Regions from separate parts of the Sus scrofa genome. Here regions 1 and 2 are each linked to region 3. The links are chromatin contacts, called in public HiChIP or PLAC-seq maps. All regions are on one chromosome and are shown on one strand. Each heading gives the region's core, a stretch centred on a gene start, on an enhancer-like site or on the middle of the called end of the contact. The rest is flanking DNA. Distances are from core to core; before and after follow the strand shown.

Region 1 (2,992 bases), core at 193-2,692, 34 kb before region 3:
CAAAAAGATATATGCACCACAATGTTCATAGCAGCATTATTTACAATTGCCAAGATATGGAAGCAATGCGTCCAGCAACAGATGAATGGATGAAGCTGTATACACACACAATGGAATACTACTCAGCCATAAAAAAAGGAATTGTGCCATTTGTAGTAACATGGATGGACCATAAGGGCATTGTGCTAAGTGAAATAAGAAAAATAAATACAAAACCGGTATGATATCACTTATATGTGGAATCTTAAAAATGCAACAAACCAGGAGTTCCCGTCATGGCACAGTGGTTAATGAATCCCACTAGGAACCATGAGGTTGTGGGTTCGATCCCTGCCCTTGCTCAGTGGGTTAACGATCCGGTGTTGCCAGGAGCTGTGGTGTAGGTCGCAGACGTGGCTCGGATCCCGCGTTGCTATGGCTCTGGCATAGGCTGGCAGCTACAGCTCCGATTAGACCTTTAACCTAGGAACTTCCATGTGCCACAGGAGCGGCTCAAGAAAAGGCAAAAAAAAAAAAAAAAATTACCTTCACCTGCACCAGGGCCTAAGGGGCCACGGAGGTGAGCTAGATAGATGGGCAGTCCTGCCTGAGAGTGAAGGAGGTGTTGCTTGGAGGGATGGGGACTGAAAGGGTTTTTTTAGGGGGAAGAGAGGATGGCAGAAGTAAGAATAGTTACAAGCGACTGTCCTATTCCTTTTTTTTTCTTTTTCTTTTTGCCTTTCAGGGACGCACTCGCGGCATATGGAGGTTCGCAGGCTAGGGATCTAATCGAAGCTATAGCTGCCGGCCTATGCCACAGCCACAGCAACGCGGGATCCGAGCCGCGTCTGCGACCTACACCACAGCTCAGGGCAACGTGGGAGCCTTAAGCCACCCACTGAGCAGGGCCAGGGATCGAACCCGCAACCTTATGGTTCCTAGTTAGATTCGTTTCTGCTGCACCACGACGGGAACTCGCCGACCGTCCTATTCCAAGTGGTGTGCCTCTTACCCTACAAGTCATCTGCCAACCCTGAGCTGAGTCCAGTTTACAGGTGGGGAAACTGAGGCCATGAGCTAGACCAGGTTAGGATCTGAGCATTCACTGGCCTGTCACTACGTGGAGGTCAGGCCGTGGGTGGAAGAATGAACAGGGAGGAGGTGATCCTCCCGACACGGCCTCGGACAGCAGGCAGGTGCAGAAGAAGAGATTGTGCGCCCAGCACCCCAGGTCTGGCGGAACTGGGGCGGAAGGGGGCAGGAGGCCACCGCCGCTGCGCACGCAGTAAACACCCGGGCCCACGACGCGGCTGCAAAAAGGAGGTGTGGCCTCCTGCCGCAAAGGTCTGGCGGGCGGGGTTTGGTGAGGATTTGTCGGCCAGGAGACTAGGCCACGCCCTCTGCTGGGACGGAGGGGCGTGGCCTTGCCTTGGCGGGGGGACGGGGCGTGGCCTCCCCGTGTGGGCTGGAGGGGCGTGGCCCGGCTCGGCGCGCGGTGGCTCTGGGCCTGCGCACGCTGGAGTCAGGGGTCACGGCGGCGTGGGCTGTGGCGGGAAACGCTGTTTGAAGCGGGTGAGTTACGGGAGAAGGGGAATTGCCGGGGACTCCGCCTGGCAGTGGAGGCGGCTTGAAGAGCCGGGCGCTTGGGCCTGGGAGAAGGTTGTGAGGCGTCTCGTGAAGCGTGGCGGCGAGGGGGATCCCCCGCCTTGGTTCGGGGCGCGCGAAAGAGAGGCAGGGGCCAGTGGTCGTGGGCGCGTGCGCGGGGGCGCGCGGGAAGATGACAGGGGTTGGCGGGGGCCCCTTCCGTATGCAGGGGCTCCAGCTCTGGGGACTGGGGGTGACGTACCCTGGAGGGTCTTAGGGGCTGCGCGTTCCCGAGGCATTGGAGACTGAATAGTGCACATGGGGACCTAGCGTCATCTTTTATTCACGAAATGTTGAGTGCTCAGTGCCAGGCACTGTTCTAGAAGCAGAGGCTACCACCGGAACAAGGTAGAGAAGACTGTGTCAGGGGGAGACAGACAGTAGACAAGTAGTAAGGATAAAGTAATGCTTTCAGCTCGTAATACGTTATCCCAAGTGAAGTAAAACAGAGCAGCCTTCTTTAGCTCGAGTGATCAGACATCGTCTCTCTGACGAAGTGACATTGGAGAGCGATCGGGCAGGGGGGACAAGCAAGTGCAAAGGCCTGGAAGCAGGAAGGGGCTTGGGGTGTTTCTAGCTGGAGGGAACAGTGAGGCTGGAGATCTGATGGGGAGTCGGATGCCGAGGAGCCTTGTAAGTCTCGGTGTGGCGTTTAGTTTTTATTCTAGGTTCCTTGGGAGCCAGGGGAGGTTTGGGGCATTGGAGGACCATGACCCTCCTCTGTGTTTTGAAAAACAAACTCCCTGGCTGCTGATCCAGGGTGGCATTGTAGCAGGAGCAAGAGTGGAAGGAAGGGCCAGTTAGGAGGCAAGAGCGGGTGGTTGGTGGCTTAGCCTGCAGTGCAGGTGGGCAGACTCCATCCGCACAGGTTGTCTTTGGGGTTTGAGCTGGCATGACATGAGCGTACAGGGAGGGGGCGCCCAGGGTGAGCAGCGGGCTGGAGAGAGAAGGTTGAGGGGAGCAGGTTTGGGTGTGAGGGGGCAGGATGATGTCAGGGTCTCAGCCTCCTGGCCACACCTGCTTTTTCTCCCCTCTTCCTGCACTTTCCCACTCTAGCCCCTTAGGTTCCTACCCCACTTCCTGCCCCACTCCAGGCCTGTGCCTGCCACACCCTTCCCTCCTCCTGCAATGCTGTTCCCTCTCCTCACTTCTTCAGCCAGCTGCTCTTGGGGCCGGGCCTTTGCCGGGCACTGGGGAGCCAGTGATAATTCAGTTTGGTTGAGGGAAGGACAGGACTTCTTAGGCCAGAGGGCCAAGCTATAAGGAGGCAGTGCTAGTCTTTGGGAGCCGAGAGAAGAAAGTGGGGGCTCAGGGCAGATTTGTGGGATCCAGTGACATTAAAGTGGAGTCTAACTCACATAACTTTTTT
Region 2 (2,726 bases), core at 51-2,550, 34 kb after region 3:
CAGGGTTTCTTTTTGGAGCACTGGGCTGAGGGGCCCCATTATACGAGACTATGAGGTCAGAGGTGGGACTATGCATGTGGTCCAGGGGACACCTGGCATGCAGTAAGTGCTGCATAAGTGGTCATTCTCCTGACCCTGCCAGGGTGTGACTGAGGGCTGTCCCCCTCCTGTCTATCCATCCCTGATTTCCGGCCCCTGTTGGATGGCCCTGTCCTTGTTCTCCAGGTGGACAGTAGCCTGGAGAGGGCTGGCAGCCCTCGTGGGTCGTCTGGGTGGAAGAAGGTGCTGCAGGGGGCCTAGGATGCCCAGAGCTGGGGAAGGAAGAGGTCTAGGCCGGGGTGGGGGCAGTCACCCGAAGAGCTGCAGGCATCCGTTCTCCTTGGCAGGGCCGGCCAGCAGCAACAGGTCTGGAAGTTCCAGGGCTGGACTGGAGGCTGCCACCCCCATGGTGACCTTGTTGGCAACTTCTCCTAACCGGGTCACCTGGGGCCGGGGGTCAGAGGTTAGAAGCTGGATAGATGGGGGGCAGGAATTTGGGTAGGTTTATGGTTCAAGGAACCAAGGAAGTTAACCACCAAATCAAGGGGTCAAAGGTCAAGAGTCATATGGATATGAAGGCCTGGAAACTGGACCCAGGGAATCAGAGGCCAGGTTTGGAGGTACTGGCGTGGCGGGGGTGTGGTGTGTGTGTGTGTGGTGTGTGTGTGTGTGTGTGTCAGTCAGGAATCTCAGGAGATGGGCGTGATGGGGGAGTGATCAGAAGCAGGGAGAACAGAGGTTCCCTAAGGCAGGAGATCGGGGTTCAGGCTTGCGCTAGGAGGGTCCTGGGTCTTCACACCTGCACGAAGTTGCTCTCAAAGATGGGGAAGTCTCGCAGCTGGTCGAACTCGCCGCTCAGGAGATGGCGTTGGAGCCGCCCGGGCCGGCCCGTGGGGCAGGCTGGAAACAGGGGGCGTTCTACAGGGGCAGCGAAGTTCTCAGGTCTATTCCAAGAGCCTGCGCCGGGGCCCTCCAGCTGGTAGGGCCCGGGCCACCCCGCGCTGAGGATAGGGGGTTTCGGGCTAGCGGTCTCCGCATCGCAGTCCCCATCCCTCACCCGGTCCAACCCCTCCAGGCCCGGCTCCGCCTCTCACCTGCCATCCCACCTAGTCCCGCCTCACCGGCTCCACCAGGGGCGGGCTTAGGCTGGTGCACTGGTTTCATCGCAACGCCCCGCCCCTTAGAGGAAACGCAGGGAGGCGCCCTCGGAGAAAATAGGGGGGCGGGGCCGTAGGCTCTGTGACGTCACAACGCAGCGGACGGGGTTTGACTACGTCACGGAGAAGCCGTCCGCGACTGTAGCGTCATCCAGGGGAGGTGCCCAGAGACCCGGATGGAGCGGAGGCCGCTCCGCTGACGTTCTGCCCGGTAACGGCGGGCGCTAGTGCGCCGACGCAAGGCGCAGGCGCACGGGCGACGAGGTGCGGCCCGTTTTTCCCGGCGTGCTCCGCGGCTCCCGGCTCACTCCTGCCCGGTGCCTGGTGGGAAAGGGCCGAAATGGCCGGGGCCCGCGCTGGGGCTACTCGGCTGCTGCTGCTCTTGGTGATGGCTGCAGCAGCCCCCAGCCGGGCGAGGGGTAGTGGTTGCAGGTCCGGGGCCTCTGTGCGGGGGGTGAGTGCTTATTCGCTCTGCACGGAGCACGGAGCCTGACGGAAATTGTGTGTCTCGGGCTTTTAGGTCGGTTATGGTGGGAGCGAGGCTGCGCTGGGCTGAGGGAAGACAAGGTTGCAAACCCGGGAAAGCGGTCCCGAGGTGCATGCCCGAGGCCGCAGGACTGGGAGAAAGTGAGAGGATAATTAGGAAGATACTAGTTAGTGAATATGCATGAGGGGGCGGGGCTCGGTTGGGGTTGTTTTTTTTGGGGGGGTGCGGACGGGTGTTCGGTGCGGTGAATACGAGACTATTCCGAAAGAGAAGGTTGGGGCAAGATCTTTAACATTTGAACGGAATTTTCTTGTGGCCCAGCAGGTTAAGGATCTGCCGTTGTCGCTGCAACGGCCTGGGTCGCTGCTCTGGCACGGGTTCGATCCCTAGCCCGAGAACTTCCTCATGCCGCGTGCGCTGCCAAAAAGAAAAAAAAAACCTAAACATTTCGAAGGCTAGGAATCTGCAGTCGTGAATCTGCTCGAGAAGTTCTGACGTGGGTGGAATCTTGGCGAATCAGAACTCGGGCGGCTAAAATGAAAAAGGCGAAGGGAGAGGAGTTCTGGATCATGAATATTCATGAGGAGGGCGCAGCATTTAGCTTGGGGATTAAATCTGGATCAAGGTTGCCGGCGGGCTTGTGGCAGTAGAGTGGAGGACACAGACGTCTGAGAAATTTGGAGAGTTGGAGAAAAGGAAGGGAACTTGCGTGTGCTTGTTAGGGTGGAACTCGGGGCGGGGGCCTCATGGCTGTTGGGGCTGTTAAAGTGAAAACGAGGCCGCTTGGATATTAGCTTGGGAAGGAAGCCCAGGGTGCCCATGAATATTTATGACCCTAGGCATGAAAGTGACCTTGGAAAGGAAGTTCTGCTGGTTTGCGGGGTCTGGTTTTCATGAAATGGGCAGTTCCTAGTGGAATCGGGGGCAAGTGTCACTGTTTGGATACGGGTATGAAAATAAGGCTCTTCCTGCACCCTGCTGCTCTGTCTTCGGATCTCTGGGTCCTGTGGAACTGCAGGCTCTGACGATCCTTGGCCTCAGCC
Region 3 (2,771 bases), core at 209-2,708:
GAGGAGGAGGAGGAAGACCTCAGAAGTCCCTTGAAGCCCTGTGAGTCTTTGAAACATCTGAAATCCACCCACTGATGGCCAGAAGGAAGAAGAGGAAGGAGCACCAAGGACCCAGAGAGGACGGGGTCCCGGTGGGGGCACACAGCAGCTGGTAGCAGAGCACCGCCTGGGACCTGCCCTCAAGAGGAAAGAACCCCTTCCGGGGGGGTGGGGGGGTGCACCTGGCCGGAGGAGGGGCATGCCAGGGACAAAAGGTCTTCCTGGGGCCTGCTCTTGCACATGAGGTACCTTTTGCAAAACATCATTACCCCAAGTGTGGAATAAAATAAAACAAATCAAGGTAGACACACCTCCTAGGATCCTTTCTCAGGGACCGCAATTCTGCCATCCACCCGGGCCTCCTGGCCCTCGGAGACACTGGGAGAGCGAGGGGGAAGAGAGGAGATGGTAGTTAGAGCCAAACCAGGCTGAGCCTGGAAGGCTGAAGTAAGAGCTTGAGATGCAGGCTCTGGGAGTTCGATTCCATTTTCATCTCTTCTTAACGACTGGAGTTCTTTCCCACCCTCTCCCTGCTTCCCTCTCCGTCTGGGTCCATGTTCTGCTTTCTGAATTTCTGCCCCCTTCTCTGGATCTTTGACCCCCTCTCGCAGGACAGCGTCTTCAGGGAGGCGGGGCCGGGCGCGGGAGGCTCGGGGCGCTCCGCCCCCGGGCCGGGACCGCTGGAGCCGCGGAGCAGCCTGCCTGGCGACCCGTGACGTCACAGGGAAGCTGCCTCCGGGTTGGCTTGGGGCTCCTTGGAGGCGGGAAAGTTTCCGGCTCTTAGGGGCTTTTGGAAAAGAACGGTGGGCTGGGGGCGGGGGCGTTGGGCAGGAAGAAAACCCCGAGGAATTTGTCTTCATTCATCCTGAGTCCCTAACCCGGCGTTCCTTCCCCGCCCGCCCTCCGCCTCAACCCCAAGCCCGCACAGCCTTCCGCGCTCTCTCACACCCACCTCGCCCTCCTCCCCCTAACACCTGGTGTCCCCAAAACCCTGTCCTCCCGCGATCCTCCCCTCATCTCCTTCGCCTCCCCCTACATCGCGTCTAGCCACCCCCCCCAATTCAGAAAGCCACAGGTCCCCCTGCCGGGAAGGGCGCCAATGTCCGGGCAGCCCTCCAGGGCCTTCCCGGTCTCCTCACCCGCCCCCTCTGGGGGCAGCCGCCCCCTCCCCTGCGTCCGGTGCCCGCCGCGCCCGCTCCGGGAACCGTGGCGGGGAGCTGCCCGGGCGCGGTCCCAAGAGGGGCAGCAGCCAGTCCGGGGTCCCAGGTGGCCTCGGGGGTGGGACTCCGGAATCCCTGCGCCTCGGTGCCCAGCGGGCACAGAGACCTCTCCCTCGCCTCCCCCCTCCCCCCGTCGCCGTCCTGCCTACGCTGGGAAACCGGACCCTCCCTCCCGGCTCTGGTTTCCGGAAAACTCCTGACTTGCAAATACTAAGAATGGCTTCTAGACCCTGTCTTCCCCGCGAATCCGGACCCCGCCTGCCGGAGTTCAGGCTCAGAGCCCTCACACCCACTTCAGACCGGTGGGTCCCCTTCCTGTCTCTCCTCCTAGGACCCAAGAAGCCAGGCCCTCATCCTTCTCCTTTTCCTAGGACCCAAGAATCTGGACCCCAGGTCCCTTCTGCCCCTGGTTCCTGGAGCCCAGGCCCCCAGGTCCCCCTTCTCCTTTTCCTAGGACCCCCAGGCCCTCACCCTTCTCTTTTTCGTAGGACCCAAGAATCTGGACCCCAGGTCCCTTCTGCCCCTGTTCCCTGGAGCCCAGGCCCCCAGGCCCCCCTCCCTCAGACCCAGGTGTCAGAAGCCCAGCCCCCTCCTCCCGGGGGACCTGGCGCTCAGCCAACGCTCCTGGTCCAGCTGTTGTTTCTCGCCCTTTAGGACGCACAGGCGGAATGCGCGGCCGCCAGCGAGGGTGGGGAGGCACGTCCTGGGCCTCCCGGAGCCTCCTGGGAGTCTCTGGACTCCTTAAAGGGCTCCCTCTGGGGGCCCACCTGTCCTCCCTAGGGCCAGTGGTCACACAGCTGCGGTCACAGGAGCGGGAGGAGGTCCGGTGACATGCCTGAGGCAAAACCAGGTGGCTGTGGGGTCTCCCTCCCTACGTGGCATGTGGTCCTCTTTTCTGAGTCCCTCTGTGGGGTTGGCAGAATGGGGTGCCTTCCTTGTGGGAGATGGGAGGGTCCCATACCTATGTGAGGTGGGTGGAGGTCCCCTTCCCTAGGCATGTGTGTGTCGGGGGAGGAGGCCCTTTCTCTGGAGGGAGTTGGGGGCATGACTCTGGGTGCTGGTGGAGATTCTCTGATTGGGAATTTGGCTCCCTTTTTCTCGATAGTGACGGGAGGCCCGTGTATGCCCGAGTCATTGCAGGGCGACTGGGGGAGTCCCCTACATTTGGGGATGGGATCCCCTAAGAAGGGCTAGGGGTCATTTTTCCGAGTCAGGATCCGGACCTTTCTCTGCAGGGGAAAGAGGCCCTGGCTTGTCTCGCTCTTAGGAACTCTTATTTGCCGGGTAAAGAAAGCTCTTCTCTATACAAGGATGAGGGGACCGCCTTTCAGCAGGAACTGGGGTTTCCCCATGCAGTAATTAGGGGACCTTCTCCATATAGAGGCTCAGAGCCTTTATGTGCAGATTCAGGGTCCTCCTTAGAATAGGATTGGGGGCGGCGTGGGGATATCTTTCTCCGGGGATGGAGCTTTCTCTCTCTGAGAAAGTGAACAGACGGAGTCACAAGCCCCG

What was found. HiChIP or PLAC-seq counts read pairs in DNA pulled down with a chosen protein or histone mark.
Region 1: a contact with region 3 is called in an H3K27ac HiChIP or PLAC-seq map of skeletal muscle. The contact joins the promoter of POLD1 here to the promoter of MYBPC2 in region 3. A contact is called at or near these places in 4 of 47 Hi-C or Micro-C datasets (embryonic fibroblasts, heart right ventricle, mesenteric adipose tissue and 1 more) and 2 of 2 datasets of contacts at active chromatin or transcription factors (alveolar macrophages and skeletal muscle).
Region 2: a contact with region 3 is called in an H3K27ac HiChIP or PLAC-seq map of skeletal muscle. The contact joins the promoter of FAM71E1 here to the promoter of MYBPC2 in region 3. A contact is called at or near these places in 4 of 47 Hi-C or Micro-C datasets (embryonic fibroblasts, epiblast stem cells, heart right ventricle and 1 more) and 2 of 2 datasets of contacts at active chromatin or transcription factors (alveolar macrophages and skeletal muscle).

What each region holds. Positions count from the first base shown.
Region 1 is chr6:55,246,357-55,249,348 of Sscrofa11.1, forward strand. It overlaps POLD1 (DNA polymerase delta catalytic subunit), which reads left to right and starts at 1,443. Exons shown (of 27, transcript XM_003127364.5): 1 at 1,443-1,551.
Region 2 is chr6:55,314,969-55,317,694 of Sscrofa11.1, forward strand. It overlaps FAM71E1 (protein FAM71E1), which reads right to left and starts at 1,301. Exons shown (of 5, transcript XM_005664786.3): 1 at 1,134-1,301; 2 at 839-957; 3 at 353-483. The coding sequence starts at 1,203. It overlaps EMC10 (ER membrane protein complex subunit 10), which reads left to right and starts at 1,416. Exons shown (of 7, transcript XM_003127366.5): 1 at 1,416-1,650. The coding sequence starts at 1,537.
Region 3 is chr6:55,280,533-55,283,303 of Sscrofa11.1, forward strand. It overlaps MYBPC2 (myosin-binding protein C, fast-type), which reads left to right and starts at 1,459. Exons shown (of 30, transcript XM_003127371.5): 1 at 1,459-1,561; 2 at 1,914-2,109. The coding sequence starts at 2,091. It overlaps SPIB (transcription factor Spi-B), which reads left to right. Exons shown (of 6, transcript XM_003127365.3): 6 at 1-349.